Linked DNA regions of Mus musculus: region 2 is linked to region 1. The links are chromatin contacts, called in public Hi-C maps. All regions are on one chromosome and are shown on one strand. Each heading gives the region's core, a stretch centred on a gene start, on an enhancer-like site or on the middle of the called end of the contact. The rest is flanking DNA. Distances are from core to core; before and after follow the strand shown. Region 1 overlaps Klhl29 (kelch-like 29). Region 2 has its middle 41 kb from the start of Gm32576.

Region 1 (2,753 bases), core at 179-2,678:
AGACAGCTATGGCACTGGAGGAGCTGAGAGTTCTACATCTTCATCTGAAGGCTGCTAGTAGAAGACTGACTTCCAGGCAGCTAGGATGAGGGCCTTAAAGCCCACACCCATAGTGACATGCCTACTCCAACAGAGCCACACCCTCTAATAGTGCCACTCCCTGAGTGGCAAATACAAAGCATCACAGAGAGAGAAAATGAAATAAAGAGGTAGAGTAGTGGGGAAGGAAAGGAGGGGAGGGGAGGATGAAGAGAGGTGAGGGAGAGGAGCATTCAGCTCCACTGTGAAGGAGACAGACTCCTCCAGGCAGGAAATGGACGCCCTGAAAATGTGATGCTGAGCCCCCAATAGCAAATGGAAGCATCACATTTTTAAATGAACAGCAGGATCTGCCAGTGGTGCCTCTCTTGCATGCTGGTGTAGGGCAGCCCTGGATGGAGTAAGGAAGGGAGAGAGCCTTGCATCCTGGAGCTGCCCCAACTTGCTTCTGTCTAACACTCTCAGCAAGCCTGGAATGATCCTCCTCTGGAGTAGCCACAGCATCCCCCCCCCCCCAAGGCTAGGAGTTTGGCAGAGAGCCTACCAAGGGTGAAAGCCAGAGTCAGATGTCACATGCTGAGGTGCATGGGGAGTCTTGTGTGTGAACATGTGCAGACATCTGTGGTCGCAGGCATGTTGGAAGTCATTCCTGCTGCATGAGGGTGGTGTGAGAATGTGTCAAGGAACACAGTGATGTTCAAAAGAATCTGGTCCAGAAGGCACGTGTACATCAGCAGCCTGCAGTGAGTCCTCGGCTGTTCTAGGGATCGATGGGATACAACCTTCAGAGTCTCACCAGGTTGTGTGGGAATTGACTGTAATTCTCAGTGTGCCTATGAGGAAACAGACTCAGGCATTACATCTTCGCCTGAGCAGTTATGTAATGAAAGAATAGGGAAAGCCCCCTCATTACTGTGCCCTGCTTTTGTGATTCCCCCAAAAAAGCACTGTGCATCCTTGCCCAGAGGGGCACACCATCTCTAGTTCTTCTGTCCACACCCTTATTCCTGACAACCCGTCTCAACACCTGCCAGACAGGGACCAATCATAGCCCTGGGCCTCCTTGGACTTCTTTGTTTGCTTGGCTGATTCTCTGCCCTTTGGACACTCTGGAAAAGAAAGCCCTCATCCAACCTTTACCATAAAGGATGGGCACTTGGTAAATTGAATAGGAGGGAGCATGGTGAACCCTAACTCAGGACTCTGGACAGCGGCCATATGCTCTCAGACACAACCCTCCAGCCCCCAACTCCAACACCAGGATTCATCTTCTCAGCTTTGATCAGTGTGCATCGCCCCTGCCTTCATGACCAGCTGGAGGCTGCCTCCTCAGTCCCCCACTTGGCAAGCTCCTAGGCCTGTTTACTGAGCACCAAACATGAAGCTGGCCATCTGCACAGGGGAGTAGCTGCCATCAGAGCTTCAGCACACAGCACCCACTGGGCTCTGGGTGTGGTGTTGGTTCTTCTGCACACATTAATTCACAGTCATGCAAGGGGGGGACTTGAAATAGCACATCTTAGGGGTGAGGCAAGGACGGCACACAGCAGTAGTTCACCCCAGTCCTCTCCACTTATAAATGGCAACAGCCCTTGGGCTTGGACCAGCAGCCTCATTCCAGAGCCCAGTTCTTAACTGCCACCCCAACTGAGAGAATAAGCCATGCCCTCGGGAGCTCATGGCCTAATATGTAACATAGCGTCATGAGGAGGTAGAAAAGGTTGGCCATGGCTAGTGTACAGGGAATGTAGCCAGCACCCCTGTTCTCGGCCTTTGGTGATGGGGTGCCAGATTCAGTTATGATGGCCTAGAATGTTCAGGAACAGGTTTCCTTCCCTCCCAAAAGAACTGCCAGGTCTAAGCTTCCAATGAACTTGCTTCAAGGTGCCTTGTAACCCTTGTGACCCCTGTAGTGCTGGCCTGACCCTGGAAGTAGAGGTGGCCCCCAATTACACAGGAGTAGCTGGAAAGACAACCACTGTCTGGGGAAAAATATGTTCACATGCCCCTGGTAGAGGGAGCGAGCTCTGTGTTCTCCCTCCTGTAATTGTTACCATCTGTTTCCCTGCATAGTGTTTGTTGATGTTTTCTTGTTTTAAAACTGAAATGAGTCAGATTGGAAGCTGATTTAGGAAAAAGTATCAGGGAGGGAAACTCAAAGCGGCCATGGGAGAATCTGTGGAGCTGTTGAAGAAGGTAAGTTTCTGGGGGCAGACCAGGTGTCTGCCAACTGCTCCTGCCCTGTGAGGCTACAGGCCCCTGCAGCCCAAGCAGGCTAGCATGCTTGAGGGGTGTGTGTGTGTGTGTGTGTGTGTGTGTGTGTGTGTGTGTGTGTCTAAGTATTTGTCATTCTAGGGCTGTGGCTTTCAGATTCAGTGGCTGCTAGCTGGCTGGGCCAACATTTCTGTTAAGGTAAGTATAGCCATCAGTAGACTTATAGGTTAACTCTCCAAGAATAATAGCAAGGCGCTTTAGTGCTCGTACTAAAGCCCGATGAAGATGAGTGAGCAGGCTGGGCTTATTCCAAACATTTAAATCCCGGTTTCTAAAGGGGATGCCACTGAGGTGATTCCCAACTTCTAGTAAGAAGTCATGTGACCCCAACTGCTGGGCTCTGATAATGACTGCCTATACAGTGTGTGTGTATCGCTGGGGCACTGAGATCAAAGTTCTTAGGCCAACATTTTCTGGCTCTTCCTGCCCCAGGGGGACAA
Region 2 (2,753 bases), core at 107-2,606, 840 kb before region 1:
TTCACCTCATATTCTCCATGTTTCTAATCAAGCACCCTCTCAAAATTGAGACCTTCCTTGATGGCTCACAATAAAATGGCACCCGCACGCATCACGACTCCCACGGCATCTTATTTCTCTCTATAGCACTTATCACAATCTGACCTTCTAATTATTCTGCTCACTGTCTGCCTTCCCCCCAGGAGCATGCACTTCAAGAGTGCTCTCTCTTCACTGATGCATCATCAGTGTCTGAAACAGTGTATAACATGGGCCCAGTAAATACTTGTTTGATGAATCAAAGCAAAAATAAAATAAAAAAAATCAAGTTCCCCATTAGTGTGTATATCCTCGATAGTTTATTATCAATAATGGGGAGATAATTACAGTGGGAGAAGGAAGAGGGACTTCTGGTGGGGAAAGTGGAGAAGACAATTCTAAAAAAACTAGAGGACAGCAACAGATGGAACTGGTCGATAAGCAACAAAAGAGATGCTGAAATCATTTCTATCCATTATGAGAAGCTGGGAGTATAATTCTCAAGAACAATGAATGACACTCTTTGAGGCCTTTTCCTTCTGCTATTGATGTATGGAAGCCTAGGGACACACTTTCCGAGAAAATCCTTATAACCCATCACTGTCCAATCAATCGGAAGTCTTGAGCAGAGTCAGGCGATGAGAAGCTTGAGAGGTCTGGATTAGAAGCCATCCAATTAGATCTCTGCCAAGCCTGATGGCACAGCACAGGCACTTATGTCGATGAAGCTCATCATTTCAAGGTGGGTGGGCAAAGCACATTTTTAAAAATTGCTGGGTTACTTCTCAGATTTGGCCATTCATGTCGATTCTTTTCCAGTAAATCACATCAGCATAAACTGCCTGATGTAAATCTTCAAAAAAGGTACATCTCAGAGCCTGGAGGTGACTATGGGGTCGTCTATAACATGTCAGATATGCCTAGTGTATAGTGGCCAACTGAAAGCCATCAAAACAGAGTTTAAGTGTGCCAGGTGTGCGCTTTATGATTTTGTCTTACTGGAAGGCCTTTCTATTTCAGGTGAATTTTATTTTAGAGGTGTTGATTGTTTGCAGATGCTTAGAAAAAGAGACAACAGGATAAAACCATGTTTTTGGAAGTCCTTAAAGAAAGTTTTGCAATAGTAATAAAGAGTTTAAGGTGGCTTCAGGACACCGTGCCTAATAAAGCTAACCTGGAGTGGTACAGTATGCAGAATTTGAAAGTCTGGATTCTATTCTCAGAGTCTGAAAACGACGTGTGTGTTCTCCTGTAAGCCATCAAATCACCCTAAGTTCTCCATGGCTTCATCTGAGAAAATGAGAAGTGATCATCCACTTCCCTGAGCACACGGGGGTGTAGTGCACAACCTGCTCCTGCTGTGACCCACTTTGCTCCTGTCATTGCTCCGCCTACTACAGCTCTGTCAAAACCATGGTAACTAGACAGAAACTAAATGTGTGACAGCCAGAGAGATAGAACTTCAGGTCTTTGCTCTCCATTTCAAAGGACAACAGCTGCCTAAAAACCGTGTGACCTCTTTGGATGCTAAAAATGATTTTGTTTCATCATTTTGTCACCAAGTATGCCTCGGTGACTCCCAAGATGAGCATTTCTTTGAAAACTGCCCTGGTTGTTATCGTACAGAAGCAAGCAAGCAGTCACTGACTCTTTAACAATCTTTTTGTTTTCTATTTCTTTCTAGTACTTAGTGTGTGTGTGTCTTTGAACACACACTATCTTTTTCTGCCTTAAAAAAAAAAAACAAAAAAAACAAAAAAACAAAAAAACAAAAAAAACAAAAAAACAAAAAAAATCTAACAAAAACAAGAGGCATGAGTATCCCTGCATGTAAGTCAAAAGAAAGAAAAAGATCCTCAACAGCATTTTAATTTTATAAAATTTAACACATTGATGATGGGTAATTTAACTTCAGCAAACTAGGCGGCTAGATTGTCATAGCTTAAATAACCATTCTCCCTTATTAAAAATATTAATAAAGTAAGAGTATTATGAAATTTTAATCATTTTCCCCAAAATTTCAACCACAATGCAATTTAAACATGTTTGGAGTAAAATCAACCAATTTTTTTATCAAGGACAAATCACACCTCTCAAAAACTCTGTTGGCAGGCAGAGTGACCCACACAGGACTGACTGGAGGAAGGCTGTCCTTTGGAAATCCATACTGTAGCGGACAAAGACTCAGAAACCGAACAGTTGGCTCCTAGTGGGGCTCCCAAGAACCTCGTTGTTGTCTTTTTAAACACTCATCATCCCACAGTACTTCAGTTTCAAGATCATTAATAAAACATCAGCTGGAGAAGGCAGTACCCAGGCAAACAGGGATGACAGCAGGTAGAACGCTGGGGACTGTCACAGCCTAATGGGTAAAGCTGTAGTCCATAAGCAGTGCATAAACTTCATGGAGACATAACTAGGTAGAAGCATTATATTTTTTGTGCTGATAACTAGTAGAAAAATATAAATTTGTAAAGACTTAAAATGAATCTATTTTCAATAACATTTGCTTTTCTGTTATAAAACCATTCAATATATATTAGAAAAAACTTAGAACATTTCCTAAGCCATTAAATACCTTTTCTTCCATTTACACATACATAAATAGATGTTTAAAACTTCTTACCTAATGTTCTATATATGATGCTACACTCTTCCCCAGCTGTCTCCAGGACTCAACTCTGTTTCGTCATCTATTTTCCACACAGTCTCTTCTGTAAGTGATACTTTTGTGA

The links. A called contact is a pair of places that touch in the nucleus more often than the background predicts.
Region 2: a Hi-C map of cerebellum shows a contact between it and region 1, with 2.7 times the contacts expected there. The contact joins two enhancer-like sites. A contact is called at or near these places in 2 of 484 Hi-C or Micro-C datasets (cerebellar granule neurons and cerebellum).

The regions. Positions count from the first base shown.
Region 1 is chr12:5,156,131-5,158,883 of GRCm38.p6, reverse strand. The region is part of intron 3 of Klhl29 (kelch-like 29); the gene reads left to right. Among named protein-coding and RNA genes, the nearest start is that of Gm51980, 120 kb to the left of the region's middle. Within about 2 kb of position 1,428, at least 22 of the 459 cell types and tissues checked have an H3K27ac peak or open chromatin away from gene starts, as enhancers often do. A contact at or near this core is called in cerebellum, where this site is marked.
Region 2 is chr12:5,995,519-5,998,271 of GRCm38.p6, reverse strand. No RefSeq gene overlaps it. Among named protein-coding and RNA genes, the nearest start is that of Gm32576, 41 kb to the left of the region's middle. Within about 2 kb of position 1,356, at least 9 of the 459 cell types and tissues checked have an H3K27ac peak or open chromatin away from gene starts, as enhancers often do. A contact at or near this core is called in cerebellum, where this site is marked.